Regions from separate parts of the Ovis aries genome. Here region 2 is linked to region 1. A link is a contact called in public Hi-C data. All regions are on one chromosome and are shown on one strand. Each heading gives the region's core, a stretch centred on a gene start, on an enhancer-like site or on the middle of the called end of the contact. The rest is flanking DNA. Distances are from core to core; before and after follow the strand shown.

What was found. A called contact is a pair of places that touch in the nucleus more often than the background predicts.
Region 2: a Hi-C map of muscle shows a contact between it and region 1, with 9 times the contacts expected there. The contact joins the promoter of ATN1 here to the promoter of C1R in region 1. A contact is called at or near these places in 8 of 16 Hi-C or Micro-C datasets (blood, hypothalamus, liver and 2 more).

Annotation. Positions count from the first base shown.
Region 1 is chr3:209,215,733-209,223,589 of ARS-UI_Ramb_v3.0, reverse strand. It overlaps C1R (complement C1r), which reads right to left and starts at 4,747. Exons shown (of 11, transcript XM_042248206.2): 1 at 4,690-4,747; 2 at 3,744-3,972; 3 at 1,633-1,825; 4 at 1,154-1,300; 5 at 868-1,064; 6 at 216-363; 7 at 1-108. The coding sequence starts at 4,691.
Region 2 is chr3:209,373,682-209,381,538 of ARS-UI_Ramb_v3.0, reverse strand. ATN1 (atrophin 1) reads left to right here and starts at 5,013. Exons shown (of 11, transcript XM_042248208.1): 1 at 5,013-5,627. It overlaps ENO2 (enolase 2), which reads left to right. Exons shown (of 12, transcript XM_012175500.5): 12 at 1-754.

The sequences.
Region 1 (7,857 bases), core at 3,498-5,997:
AGCCTTTTTTGCACGTAGCGATGAAATAGTCCCGGTACTGGTATTGAGGCTGCAGGTCCTGAATGATGGTGAATGCGTCCAGGGTCTTGGGCTGGGGGCACTTGATGACTGTTAGGGAGACCAGAGGGCACATTTATTTCCGAGCCACTGGCCTCCTTTCTGCCTGCCTCATCCTGCCCCCTTTCTGGCCTGTGAGAGGCCCCGGGCAGCCTTACCTTCACTGGTGTAGTACAGCTTCCAGCCCCGGCTGTCCCCTGACTCGTCCGTGAAGAAGAGCAGGTCCACTGAGTTGCTTTGGGCATCAATGCGCTCGGGCCTTTGCTTTCCACAGAACTCACCAATGTTCCTCCCGCTGACATAGATCTGTGGTGGTGGTGGGGGTGGACGGAAGGAGGGTCATGTCTCCAATTCAGACACAGGGCTAGGGTGGTGGTGCCAGTGGTGCAGATCCTGCTTGGTGTATGTTTTCAGCTGGAGGGGAGAAAGTCTCCCGAGGACCCACCGGCTAGAGTGTGCACTAAGTTGCTCAGTCGAGTCCAGCTCTTTGCGACCTTATGGACTGTAGCCCGCCAGGCTCCTCTGTCCATGGAATTCTCCAGGCAAGAATACTCGAGTGGGTTGCCATGACCTCCTCCAGGGGATTTTCCTGACCCAGGGATTGAACCTGAATCTCTTACATCTCCTGCACTGGCAGATGGGTTCTTTACCACTACAGCCACCTGGATGCCAGGTGTGTAGGACAACTCATGTGGGACATTGGCCATTTCTGCGCCCATTGGCCAGACGGTCCAGTGAGGAGGAGGGGTGAGAGGAGACGCGTGGGGATGGGGACGAAAGGATTTCTCTCTGGGGGTGGGTTGGCTGTACCTGCAGCTGGTCGTAGGGACAGTGTATTTGCTGATGGTCATCGATTTCAAAAGGCTCCAGGAATTGGAGGTGGAGGGTGTGGCCTCGCTCTACTCGGATACTGTAATTGCAGCGCAGGTCAGGGGGGTAGGGTCCGGGATACTCCAAGCTGGAGATGTAGCCCGAGGGCTCCGTGAACAGCTCGCTGCTGCATTCGGCTGGGGGAGCAGAGCGAGAGCGGGTCACCCAGAGAGCCCCACCTTGCTCAGTCCCTGCCTCCTCTGAGACCACCCAGGCAAGACCTCACCCTGGCAGGAACGCCCATCCTGCTGGAGCTCATAGCCTGGACGGCAGGAGCAGAAATAGCCGCCGACGTAGTTGTGGCACAGGTGCTGGCACCGGGGCGGGGGGTCCTCCTCAACCGAGTTGAGCTGCAAGGCACATTCGTCCAGGTCTGGAAAAGATTCCAGAAGGAAGGATTCAATTCCACAAAAGCCAGAGTGGGGGGGGCGGGGCAGGGACCTGTGGAGGCGCTGGTCTCAGCGAGGTCACTCATCAGAGGCCTAAGGACAAGGTTATCTCAGGCCACCTGGAACTCCCGGCCCCTCTGACTCTTTCTGGGACCTGCTCAGTGGGGACAGGGCCCTGGTGGATAGTTCTCTCCTAGCAAAAGCTCTCTTGGGAAAAAACAAGAAGGCCTGGCTTCCCGATTCTTTGGATTCAAGAATTCCCTCTTCTGGCCCCCACTCAGTCTGAGCCCAGGAGCCCGGCACAGGCGCCACTCACCCACGGCTTGGTAGTATGCCAGGAAGCCCTTGTAGAACATGACGGTGCCGTTGTCCTCGTTGGAGAAGTCCGAGTGGAAGGTCAGCAGCATCTTGTTCCCTTGGGACATGAATTCCTTCCTTCCCGGGGGGTTGCCCAGGGGAGTACCCAGCTGCCCACAGAACCTCCCCATGGTCTTCTTATCAGCAGAAATCTATGGAGGAGGGACAGGCGGACAAGCTGTTGAGGGGACATATCCCACATGGAAGGCCATGAAGGTCATCCTTCTCTTGTCCCAGAGAGGGGATCCCGTCCCACCCCACTCCCCTCACCCCCCCCGGATGGTCTCCAGCTGCTCTCTACCTGCTGGGCTCTGGCTGTTCCAAATTCCCCAGAGGCCTTTCCTCTGTCCTGCATCCCCACCGACTGACCTTGCACGTTATCCCGTGTCTGGGACTCGGCCCTCCCTTTTTATGACCCCCAGCTATGACAAACCTAGACAGCATATTAGAAAGCAAAGACATCACTTTGCCAGAAAGATACATCTAGTCAAAGCTATGATGTTTCTAGGAGTCATGTATGGATGTGAGAGTTGGACCATAAAGAAGGCTGAGCGCTGAAAAACCGATGCTTTCAAATTGTGGTGCTGGAGAAGACTCTTGAGAGTCTCTTGGAGAGCAAATAGATCAAACCAGTCAATCCTAAAGGAAATCAACTCTGATTATTCACTAGAAGGACTCATGCCGAAGCTGAAGCTCCAATATTTTGGCTAAAGAGCTGATTCATGGAAATGACCTTGATGCTGGGAAAGATAGAAGGCAGGAGAAGGGGATGACAGAGGATGAGATGGTTGGATGGCATCACTGACTCAGTGGATGAATTCAAGCAAACTCAGACATGCTGAAGGACAGGGAAGCCTGGCGTGCTACAGTCCATGGGTTTGCGAAGAGTCTGACACGACTTAGTGACTGAACAACAACATGTGTCAGACCTTTCTTTACCCCCATCTGCTCCTGTGTCCGCCTCCCACTGGTTGCCTTTACCTGGTTTCTGTCATTCCTTCATCCCTAGAGCCTGGAGGGTCTGCTTTACCCTCTGTCCTGTCCTTCCACCTTGTTTTGGTCAACCCATTCCTGTCCAGCCATGACTCCTGATATTCAGCTGAGTGTGAGCATCCGGGACCTGTCAGCTTAGCAAGCATCACTGAGCTCTCCTTACCTCTTCCTTCACAGATTCCTTGACTCCTGCAAAGCAGAAGACGTCCCTCCTCCTATCTCATCCCCACTTTGCCTACCACCAGGACCCTCCCTATGAGCACTGCTGACATCTCAAGTCCTCTGGGCTGGGAAGATATGGCATTTCCATGGTATTCTTTTATACCCTCCAGGGGATCTCCTGGAAATAGTATTTATGGGCTGTGTGTAGGCCCTATCTGAATCCCAAATCAAGAACCTCATTTTTAAAATTTTAATTTTATTTTTAGGCTGTGTTGTGCAGCACGTGGAATCCTAGTTTCCCACCTAAGTTCCCCAGGAATCAAACCTGGGCCCCCTGCCTTGGGAGCACAGAGTTTTAGCCGCTGGATCACTGGGGAAGTCTCCAGGAAACTCATTTTTATTGGATGTAGAAAGAGGGACTGGGACGGGCCCTTGGTCGTGACAGAGGAGAGAGGACTGAGCCCACTGTCCTGGCTGCAGACCACCCTTGAGCCACCACCACACACAAGCCGCTTTCCCACGTCCCTGTGTTCCTGGTGAGGAGGCAGCCATGGAGTGGTGACACTCTCCATGGCAACAGGGAAACTGAGGCAAGGATGTTTCCAAAATCCTCCGGGCAAGTAAGCAGACAGGGAAGGTTTTTCTGACTCCTGTGTACAGTACATTCCCCAAGAACAGGGCTTGTCCCCTCCCTCTCTGTTTCTCCCCTCTTTGCTCCACGATGGTCTCTCAGACCAGTGGCCTCCCATCCTCGATACCCCTGGACTTCCAGAGCCCCACCTGGCCATCAGCTTTCACCAGCTTGGGGCTGTGTCCCCAGGCAGGGTGTCCTATCCAGGCTGGTCAGAACCCGGGTCCCCAGGTTCCAGAGACACTCAGTTCTCCCTCTGCCCACCCCCCTCATCTGCCCCCTACCTTGACATAGTCATAGAAACAACCATCCGAAGGCTCCAGGTCAAACTGCCAGAAGACAAGCTTCACTCTGTACCCCGTGGGTACTGTGATCACAGTGGTCCTCTCAAAATTGTTAGGGTAAGGCTTGGGGAACAGAGGGGACATCACCTCCCCGTAGAGCCTCTGAGGGGTGGGGATGGCGCCTCCAACCCCGAAGAACAGGACCGGCAGCAGGAGGTATAAGAGCCACCTGCCAAAAGGGAAAAGGTGTCTGTAGGGTGGGAGGGGTGCAGACCCTTGCTCTCTGGTAGGGGATGGGATTGCCGTACCGCTGGGCATTTTCCTCTTGGTCCATTCTAGATCTCAGGGAGATGTCCTAGGGTGGGTGGGGAGGCTGCAGGGGGCAGGCTGGTCTCTGCAGCTGCTGCACTGGGCGCTCCTCCCCGGGGCCAGTGTCCAGTCCAGAGGTCATCACGCTCCCCCCACCTCTCTCCCCAGCCTCCTCCCTGCCCTGTTGCATCACTCTGCTCCCCTTCCAGGAATTGGGCTGGCTTGGACCAGTAAACTAAGGGTGAGGGTTTCCAGTCATGGTCTCTGAAATGGCTCCCACATGCTCAGCAAGGCCTCTGGGAGAGACCGCCTATGGAAGAGGGTCTCAGGTACAGAGGCTGACTGTCTAGACCGAGGGACGGGCTCCCCCAACCCCACCTTGCTGCTCCCTATGAGCTGGAGGAGGAAGGCAGTGTGACCTCACCTCCTGGGGCTGAGTCTCCTTTCTCCTCTGGAGGAGAGATGGGGCATGCATTTTCGAGCGTGCACGTGTGGGCACACTGGAGGAATCAGGTGTATGGGGAGGGTCAGGGTGCTCGCACCTCCCTGAGTAAGTCTGGGACAGGGGGCCCCCTGTGCCCAGGCTCGTCCCCTCTGGTGTCTCCCTCCCTCCTTGGTTCCCACCAGGCTTACTCACATTTCTTAAGGCCTGTTGTTGGATCCCTGACTCTCGTGACAGCGTCTTCATGCACTCTGGGTGCAGAGAGAGCAGGGTCACGCAGAGCAGGGAAGGGGGAGGGAGGGACTGTGGAGGGGGAAGGGGTGACCGTTCCGGGATGAATGTTGTAGGGAACGAGCCATTTGCATAAACAAAACCAAAAAAGAAAAAAAAGAAATTCTGTTTCGGTTTAGTTTTGGTTGTGAAATGCCTGATGGTGCTGCCACCTGCTGGCCTTCAGGGTAAGGGCTGGAGAAGGTTCTGCATTTTTAGGGATAGAAAAGCCTTGGGTTGGAGGCCCAGATGCCCCTTTCTGAATCTGATGGGAATCCCGCCCCCTTTCTTCAGGGCCCTTTCTGGTGACTGCGGCTGAGTGTTCAGGGTTCCTACCCAAAGAACAGTGGAAATCGCAGTTGAGGGGGGTCTTTTGTGACCCTCTCTTCTCCTTTAACCCCATTCTCCCTGTCCTTAGTTAGCCAGAAGCTCTGGTACAGGAATGATCAGGGATCAATGCCCAGGATAATGGGACAAGAGCAAGGATTAGAGATGGGGAGTGCAGGAGGGTGCAGAGGAGAGAGAAGCTTGCTTGATCTAGGGTCCCACCCTGCTTCCCTCAGCAATGACACTTAGAGGGAACTTATCTGAAGTTCTAGTGGTTAAAACTCTGTGTTTCCAATCCCTGGTCAGGGAACTAAGATCCCACATGCCATGTAGTGTAGCTAATAAAGAAATTAAAAAAAATGACACGTAGAACAGGGACTGCTGTGACCCCAAAGCACCAGTAGGGTCTGGTTTAAGACCCTCCTTGGGCTTCCCTGGTAGTCCAGGAATTAAGACACCCAGCTTCTCAAGCAAGCAGCATGGCTTTGATCCCTGGTCAGGGTACTAAGATCCCAGCAAAAAAAAAAAAAAAAGACAAAGGCCCTTCCTCCCCTCTCAATGGACTCAGGCCTGCTAATGAGCTTGTCCCTTAGGGAAACAAGGGCAGCTGAGGATGGGATGGAGATATTCTCAGCATCTGGTCCAGAGTGTGAGCCCCTGAGGGTCATGGCGCCAGGGGCTGAGCAAACAGGCTGGCTGTGGACCACCAGTTGTGGATGTGACTGGTAATGGAAGTAAAGTCTGATGCTGTAAAGAACAATATTGCATAGGAACCTGGAACGTTAGGTTCAGAATCAAGGTAAATTGGAAATGGTCAAACAGGAGATGGCAAGAGTGAACACTGACATTTTAGGAATCAGTGAACTAAAATGGACAGGAATGGGAGACTAGGAGGAAGAGTAGGTCAGATGACCGTTATGTCTACAACAGTGGGCAAGATTCCCTTAGAAGAACTAGAGTAGCTCTCATAGTCAACAAAAGAGCCCCAAATGCAGTACTTGGGTGCAATCTCAAAAAAATGACAGAATGCAAAGAAATAGAGGAAGACAATAGAATGGAAAAGACTAGAGATCTCTTCAAGAAAATTAGAGATACCAAGGGAACATTTCATGCAAAAATGGGCACAATAAAGAATATGGTATGACCCTAACAAGCAGAAGATATTAAGAAGAGGTGGCAAGAATACACAGAAGAACTATACAAAAAAGATCTTCATGACCCAGATAACCACGATGGTGTGATCACTCACCTAGATCCAGACAATCTGGAATGGGAAGTCAAGTCGGCCTTAGGAAGCGTTACTATAAACAAAGCTAGTGGAGGTGATGGAATTCCAGCTGAGCTCTTTCAAATCCTAAAAGATGATGCTGTGAAAGTGCTGCACTCAATATGCCAGCAAATTTGGAAAACTCAACAGTGGCCACAGGACTGGAAAAAGTTAGTTTTCATTCCAATCCCAAAGAAAGGCAATGCCAAAGAATGCTCAAACTACTGCACACTTGCACTCATCTCACACGCTAGCGAAGTAATTTTGAAAATTCCACGCTCACTGCAACAGTATGTGAACCGAAAACTTCTAGATGTTCAAGCTGGATTTAGAAAAGACAGAAGAACCAGAGATCATATTGCCAACATCTGTTGGATCATAGAAAAAGCAAGAGAGTTCCAGAAAAACATCCAAATGTGCTTTATTGACTATGCCAAAGCCTTGAACTGTGTGGGTCACCACAAACCGTGGAAAATTCTGAAAGAGATGGGAATACCAGACCACCTTACCTGCCTCCTGAGAAATCTGTATGCAGGTCAAGAAGTAACAGTTAGAACTGGACATGAAACAAACTGGTTCCAAATTGGGAAAGGAGTATGTCAAGGCTGTATATTGTCACCCTGCTTACTTATTTAACTTATATGCAGAGTACATCATGTGAAATGAAGTACATTTCATTTCTGGCTGGATGAAGCACAAGGTGGAATCAAGATTGCTGGGAGAAATATCAGTAACCTCAGATATGCAGATGACACCACCCTTATGGCAGAAAGCAAAGAAGAACTGAAGAGCCTCTTGATGAAAGTGAAAGAGGAGAGTGAAAAAGCTGGCTTAAAACTCAACTAAAATCATGGCATCTGGTCCCATCACTTCCTGGCAAATAGATGGAGAAACAATGGAAACAGTGACAGACTTTATTTTCTTGGGCTGCAAAATCACTGCAGATGGTGACTGCAGCCATGAAATTAAAAGACACTAGCTCCTTTGGAGAAAAGCTATGGCCAACCTAGATAGCACAGTAAAAAGCAAAGACGTTACTTTGCCAACAAAGGTCCATCTTGTCAAGTGAAAGTCGCTCAGTCGTTTTCTACTCTTTGCGACTTCATGAAATTCTCCAGGCCAGAATACTGGAGTGGGTAGCCTTTCCCTTCTCCAGGGGATCTTCCCAACTCAGGGATCGAACCCAGGTCTTCCAAATTGCAGGCCGATTCTTTACCAACTGAGCTAGCGTGGAAGCCCATCCAGTCAATGCTATGGTTTTTCTAGTAGTCATGTATGGATGTGAGAGTTGTCCATGTAGTCCATGGGGTAGCTTAGAGTCACAAAGAGTCAGACGTGACTCAACTAGTGAACTGAACTGAAGGTCATCACTAAATGTCATCTGAGAGCAGGCACACAGAAGAAGCCAGGTGGATCCTGGTTGGAGGGTTTCTCCAGCAGGCATGTTTGTTGGAGCTGAGGAGTGGATGTGCTGGCAGGGCTGACCCATGACATGACCC
Region 2 (7,857 bases), core at 3,764-6,263, 160 kb before region 1:
CCCCTCACTCCGTCCTCTTCCTGGATCCTCTTCTTTCCAGTCCTGCTCGGCTGACCCTCTGTGCTGCGCCTTGGCTGGTCTAGCCTTGCTGTCTCCGCGCTCCCACCCTCTGGGTTCCGCGCTCTCCGACTCTCCCTCCTTCCTCTTCTCTCTCCTTGAAAACCGGCCATGGACTGAGGATCATAAGGGGATTCACAGAAGACCCATTGGGGTCTGTGTGGAGTGTCTAGGTTGGTTGTCGAGGTGTGTAGAGGGGCCGTGTGTTGTGTGTGCTTTGTGCTGAGTCCACGTGTTTCCAGGCTGCTTATGAAGCAGGAACTGGGCAGTGCTGAGTGTGAGTGCCGCGGAGGGCTGGCTGCCTGCTCAGGCCTGGTCTAAGGTTCCACTGTGCTATTTATTCATTTATTTATTTTTCATTCATCTTGTTAATGAATCACTTCGCCATAACTCCGGTGCCAGAAAGCTGACCTGACTGGAGGGGGAGCCATGAGTCTGTATTTCACGCGACTGTAGGTTCTGAGATAGCCTGGAGTGGGGGTCCTGCTGGAACTGGAAGGGTAGCAGAAAGGGGCCTCAGTGATGGCTCCTGGGCCAGAGGTGGGGCTGTGCACCTGGGGACTTGTCTCCTGTCCCTCTCCCCCCAGCCCTAGCTTCCCCATTCTTCCTCCAGCTGCCCCCGTGCCATGTTTCACAGCTGCCAGCACCTCTGTGGCGCTGAAATGAACACTTCCATTAAAGTCTGAGTCACCGTGCATTCCTGTGTCTGAGGAGTCTTACTCTAGTCCACACGCAGGGAGAGAAGATGGAGCTCCTAGAAGTGGGTAAAACTGGATAGCAAAGCTGAGAGGTGGGCTTCCCTGGTGGCTCAGTGGTAAAGAACCCACCTGCCAATGAAGGAGACACGGGTTCGATCCTTGATCCAGGAAGATGCCATGTGCCACAGAGCAACTAAGCCCAGTGCACCACAACTACTGAGCCTGTGCTCTAGAGCCCGGGAACTGCAACTCCTGAAGCTCACACGCCTACCTAGAGCCTGTGCTCTGAAACAAGGGAAGCCCACACACCGCAAGTAGAGAGTAGCCCCCCCAAAAGCCCGAGCAGCAATGAAGACTCAGCACAGCCAAAAAAGAAAGCTGGGAGGGCACAGAAAGAGGAAGCAATCCAACAAATAAGGTCAGGAGGATGGCACTGCCTATATTCCCTGGCCAGGTGGGGAGCTCGGCCTTCCTTCCCTCTCTCCCCCTCCCCAGGGGGAATTAGGATTTTTAGCCTGGGATCCAAGAATTCCTAAAAATATCAAACATTGTGTGTGCGCGCGCATTTTTGGAGAATGGGATCCAAAGTGTCTGAAGATTCACCAAGGCCCTTGACCAGAGACGTGATGGAGCTGGGAACGGGAGCTCCTCCGGTGTACAGGGCCTCTCCTAGATCGAATCCTGGAGCTCCTGGGATGGGCCAGCACTGTCTGGGCAGCACCCCCTGCAAGCTGCAGAGGCCTGAGGACAGGCAACTTCCAGTAAACTGGAAATTCAGGAGCTGGGGTGATCAACAGGCCCCTAGCTGGGTGAGCCTGCGAGCAGGGGGCCAGTGTGTGACTGGAGACCCACTATCACACTTTGGCTCCAGCAGAGCCCCAGCTCTGAGACAGGGACACAGGAACTACCTGGGGGCAGGGGGAGGATGAGCCCCATCTTTGTTGTTATTTGGTGCCTAAGTGGTGTCTGATTCAGTAACCCCATGGACTGTAGCCTGCCACGCTCCTCTGTCCATGGGATTTTGCAGGCAAGAATACTGGAATGAGTTGCTATGCCCTCCTGCAGGGGATCTTCCCAACCCAGGGATCGAACCCACATCTCCTGCATTAGGCGGATTTTTTTTTTTTTTTTTTTTTTTTAACCACTGAGCCACGGTCTAAGGCTTGGCTACCTGGCCCGAGTGGTGGGGAGCTGCGGCCACTAGAGGGAGCCAAGGCTCTGCAGGAGGCCGACAGCACCAGCGCCAGAGCGAGGGTGGGAGGAACTGCAAGGCTGCTCCCTCTGTGGGCCTCCCACTCCGTTTCTACTCTTGAGTTCTGGTCCTGGGCCCCCTCTGCCATTCTGCCCAGCTCCGGGACTGGAAGAGGATCCCAGCTCTGTATGGTCAAGATCCGTTTCTCTGTTTTCTTTCCCGTATAGCTGACAACTCAGCCCTTTTCAGCCAAAGGGTTTCTTGCCCCAACCTCTGTGCCTCTTCGTTCCAACGGGGGCATCTCAGCTTTTCCTGCTCCCGTGTCCCCTGGCGCCCCTTTTTGTTTCCCTTGGGGCACCCCAGGCTTTACTCTGGGGCCCATTATATTCACCTTTCTTCAGTAACTCCTAGGCTGACTCCTGGCTGGAGCCATGTTTCCCAACCTCTGCCCTCTTTCCTTGATGGGTCACCTTCTCATGCACCCCCCCCCCCCCCCCCCCCCCCCGCAAAACCCTGAGGTACTGGGGTGGATTGGGTTACATCTCCCCCTCCCTGGGCCTCCCAGGCCCCTCTTTCCACTTTCCTTATGTGCCGTTGCCTGGAAACGGTGGGTTGTGGGGAGCTGGGGCCAGAGAGGGGGAGCTGGGGTGACCAATGATGGTGGGGTGTGTGTGATGCTCCCTGAAGCTGAACTGAATCCGGTCCTCAGGTTGGGGAGGATCTGGAGGGGAGAGGCCCTGGCTTCTCTTTTCACTCTCCTTTTCTTTTAGGCTCAGATATATCACCATCCAGGTCAGTGGTAAAGAATCTGCCTGCAATGCAGGAGACACGGGTTCCATCCCTGGGATGGGAATATCCCCTGGAGAAGGAACTGGCAACCCACTCCAGTATTCTTGCCTGGAGAATCCCACAGACGAGGAACCTGGAGGGCTACAGTCCAAGGTGTAGCAGAGTCAGACACGACTTAGGGAAGCAACAACATGTCACCATCCTAGCCGATCCCTTAGTGGTTAAAAAAGGAGGCAGATGGGTTTAGCCTGGAAGGGAGTTGGGAAGAGCCTGGGCCAGGGCCCAGTGGGGGACTGAGCTGGGCAGTGCAGAGAGAGAGGAAATGCACTGGGGAGGGGGGACCTCGGGGAGAGGAGGAGTCTTGGAGCAAAGTTGGGGGTGGGGAGAAGGAGCTGGGGTCCTCCTAGGGTGCAGTGGGCAGCAGATGGGCGGGGTGGAGTTGTCTGGAAAACCCTGAGGGATAAGTTGGGCCTGGGGTAATAGAGTGAGTGCCAGCTGATTCAAGAGTCTGAAGAGTGGGAATTCATTCCTAGGCCAAGGAAGGCTTCCTGCTCAGGCTCCCGGTGCACGGAATCCATTTAGCACTTCTGGGTATTCCTAGAGCTTGGCTGAGCTGGGCCTGGGAAATAGGAGGCAAAATCTACCAGTTGCTCCATAACCAATCTCCTTCCTTCTCTGGAGGCTGGGTGGTGGTGGGGATCCCACCTTTAGGGCCCAGCCTCAGCCTCAAGCCAGCCCGCTGGCACAACTACCCCATCCCCGCCCCAAATTTGGAGTGCCAGCGAGGGCTCCCAATCCCGAATCCAGCTCCAGCTCCAGCTCTTCCCGGTTCCCAGCCTGCCTCCCTCCCATTCTCTGGCCTTCCCAATCTCTGCTGCCAAAAATCACCCAGCGTCTTGGTGTCCTTTGTCCTGAGAAATGTTGTTGCTTGGCCTGGGGCAGGGAGAGAGCCCAGGAGACCCTGGGGCGGGGAGTGGACTGGGGGTGCTAGCCTCCTGGCTGAAGACTGGGAGTGGCTGGGGACTGTCAGGGAGGGGCAGAGGCTCCCTGGAGAGAGTCTGTGGTGGAATGGTCTCCACATTAGAATAATCAGGGCACTTGAGGTTGTCTCCACATGGAGCCTAGTCCCCACCCGACCCCCCCCAACCCCTGCAAGTACCATGAGTGATGACTTCGGACAGATTTGAGATGGAAAATGGAGCTACCGCCAGCCAGAGGGCCTGAGGACGGTGTCCCACTTCCATAAATGAACGTCTTCCCTCTGCCGGCTTGTCCTGCTCATTCCTACCATTGCCTTCTCCTGCTTTCCCTTCCCATGTCCACCAGCTTGTCCTCCTCACGGACTTTCCCTCTTAGGGCCACCAAAGGCCTAGACTGCTCTCTTAAATTTCCTCCTAATCGTCTTTACTTCCTCCCTCCCTTCTATCGCCCTTGTCTTGCCCAAGAAACTCTCCCCAGCTCTTTCAGAACCCGCTCCCCACTCCTGAATCCGGCCATCCCAGTTTCCCACCTTCCTCTCCCACCCAGAACCCAGTCCCCTTTGGAATCTGCATCTAGCCCCACCTCCTTCATCCTTTCTAAAGGCTCTAGTTTTCCTTCTTTCTCCACAGGACATCTCTAGACTTGTCACTCCCCCAAATTCTTGTGTTCTCTGTTCTTTCCCCAACACCCATCACCCCCAGACTCTTCACTCTTTCAGAAACCCACCCTCTCCTATATGTCTCCATCTTGTCGATTTCTTCCCCTCCTTAGGACCCCTAACTTCATCCCATTCTCTCACAACTGCCCCCCCAACAAACCTCTTCCGCTGTGTCTGCCACAGACGCTGTCACCCCAAGCTTCTTTCCCCTGGTCACATCTCATTGCCCCCAAGAAGCTCCATCCCTCCAACCTCACCCCATCCCCGCGGCTTTGCCACACACCCACAGCCTCCCCCCTCACCTCCGCCACACACCCCTAGGCCCCCCAAACTTCTCCAGCCTCCCCCATAACAGCCCGCACCCCCCTCCCTACCTAGCCCTCTTCCGCGCCAGGACCGCGGGCTCCCCGCATTCCGCCTCGGCGCACCCCTCCCCGCGCCCCGGGCCCCTCGGCCTCGGTCTCGGCCAGCTCGCGCGGCGCCTCCCCCTCTCCGGATCCCCTCCCCCCTCGCCGCTCGCCTCGCGCTCCCTCCCTCGCGGCTCCCTCCCGGCCCCTCTCTCCTCCGTTCCTCCGCGCTCCCTCCTTCTCCCTCTTCCTCTCTTCTCCCATCCCCCTCTCCCAAGCTCCCTCCCTTCGCCGTCCGCTTTCCTGTGCGAGTCGCCGGACGCGCCGCCCAGCCCGCCCGCCCGCAGCCCCGCATCGGGCAGGGGCCTGGGGCCGGGACCCGTTTCGGGGGTACCGGCGGCCTCGGGGAGGGGCCAGGAAGGGGCGAGGGAGACGACCGCCGGGCAGGGGCGGAGGCCGCGGGCGGAGGCCGCCTAAGGGGGCCGGGGATCGCGGCGGTGAGGGCTGCGCCGGGCGGGCGCGGGCGGTGGGCGGGAGGCGGCGGGTCGCAGCCGCGCGGAGAGCCGGCCGGGCCGCGGGGGCGGACGGCGGCGCGGCGGGGGCGAGTTGCGCGGCCCGGGCGTTCCGGGTGGCCGGGAGAGGAGGCGGCGGGCCTGGGGAGGGGCCGAGCCAGAGCAGGGATCGGGATTTGCTCCGGAGGCCGGCGGGAGACCGGGGCCAGGTGGGGTAAGAGGGGGGATGGGGGCCGCCCTCCGGGGGGGTCGGGGCCGCCGCCGCCGCCGTCGCGGCGGCGACTGAAGCCGGGAAGAGGAGAGGGGGGCGGGGGAGCGGCCGCCGCCGCCCCCCGGAGGCGCCGGAACCCCGAATCCGCTCGGAGCCAGCCAGCCGTCCCGAGCTACAACCAGGTAAGCCCTGCTGCCGCCTGGGCCTCGGGCCCGCCGGGGTTCTGGTCCGCGGCTCCCCACCCCCACCCTCCCCAGTTCCCCCTCCCGCAGCCGCCGCCGCCTCCATTTGTTATTTTTCCGATCTGGTCCCCCACTGCGGGCAGTGCCCGGCTTGAGGCTGGGGGCTCAAGGGGTGGGGCCGGCCACCGAGGAGGGAAGGGGGTCGGGGCACTTGGAGGATCTAGAAGGTAGAGGGAGGTGGGAGGGTCTCAGGAGGAAGGCCAATGGGGCAGGAGGGTGGGCAGGACCCCGAGACCCAAAGAGGAACCCCGAGGTGGGAGTTTGGTGGAGGAAAAACGGGGTGCCCGGGAGGGGGCTTTGGGCGAAGGTAAAAAGGAATGGAGAGATGGCAGCGAGGTGGAGCATGAGGACTCCAGGAGAACCCCCAAAGGCCCAGACCCGGGTGTCAGAGCCCGGGGTTCGGGGTGCCAGGTATAGAAGGAAGGTGGGAAATGGGGAAGGGGTGTGGTAGGTAGATAGAAAGGGTTTGTAGCTGATTGAGGGAGGAGATTGGAACCTGGGGAAACCGGGACTCGCTCCGATAGGGCCGCCTTTGAGAAGAAAAACCCGGCGTATTCCCGGGTGGAAGTGGGAAGGTGATGCCTTTGTGACTCAGTTTTCTTTCCCCAACTCCGGGTCAGCTTTTTCCAATGCCAGGCGTAGGTACTTCTTGGAGAGGGGCATGTTGGGGCCCAGTAGTGTGGTTCCTCCTGCAAGCGATGAGGAAGACAGGACCCCTGGAGGGAGACTTGGGGGGAAACGGTTTCTGGGAGGGTGGACTGGAGCGAACTGGGCAATCTTACAGGCACTCCAAACAAGTTGTGACCCCCACCCACAAATCCCCAGAGCACCCACTGCCCCTCTAGCTGTGGTTTCTTTAAGAGGGGGTGGATCCTTCATTACTGTTTTGTGCTCGAAGATTTCCCTTTGTGCAGGCACTTCTCTCTACTGGGGTAGGTACTCTTTAAGTACCAAAGGAGGACTAGAGTTGCTTTGGCAACTGGAGGGGGAGTGGCTGACAGATGAACCCCTGGGATGGACTTTTGAGGGGTAGGGTCTGCCATTTTGTTGCCATGGCAATGATCCAGTGGGATGTCCAAGAGATGGGGGCTCAGAATCTTGACGGGGGCCTCAGCCTTTTTCTGTGTCCTTGGGACTCTTGGCAGAGTTCTGGGGGATGTTTCTGGTGCTGCTGGTGGAGAGGAGGTTCCTCCGAGCCTCGACCAGCCTCCATCCAGCTGCCTTTGGGAACAAGTAGACATATTCCATGCAGGTCATGTGTGTTTCTTCAAGTCCTTCCTCTTAGGCATGGTGGGAGGATAGAAATGCTCCTGATCCTAGTTATACCACCCTTGGCAGTTTGTTATTAGAGACTTTAAAAATATATATTATTTAATTTTATTTTTGGCTGCGCTGGGTCTTCTTTGTGGCGCGGGCTCTTTTTCCTGTACATGGGCTTTCTTGAGTTGCAGTGTGCCCGCTTCTCATTGCTGTTGGCTTCTCTTGTTGTGGAGCACGGGCTCTAGGGTGCTCAGGCTCAGTAGTTGTGGCATACGAAGCTTAGTTGCCCCGCAAACATGTGGGATCTTAGTTCCCAGACCAGGGATCAAACCTGTGTTCTCTGCATTGGCAGGCAGATTCTTAACCACTGGACCACCAGGCAAGTCCCGGGACTTCATGTATACAGTAGTCTTTTTGCTTCTTTGTGCAGGTTTTTCTCCCTTTTCTTAAACTTGAGTCTTCCTTCCCAGGTATCCCTTTTCCTCTTTCCCAGACTGTCTCCATAGTGACCCTTTCCCTCAGCCAGCCTTCGACCTTCTATTTCTCCCACCTTGTAAGCATGGCTAGGCCCTCCATGCCCATCCCAGGTGAGAGTGGCCCAGGGGAGAGGGCTGTGGAACAGCTGGTGTGGTGGGCTTCAGGACCAGAGCCAGGAGACGTGGTTCCTCGTCTAGTCCTGGCTGCACCTCTGAGTAACTGTGACCTTGGGCAAGTCACTTCTCTTTCTTTGAGCCCTGGCCTCACTGACGAAGGGTCACAGATAAGATGGTATCTGAGGTCCCAGTGACAACTGTAGATCCTCAAGCTTAGGCCCTATCTTGTTATCTACTGGTCTGGGCTGCATTGTTATCTAGGACTGGTTTGTTAGTCTGGAAGTTCTGGAACAATGGTGGGGGCTGGGCCTACGTTC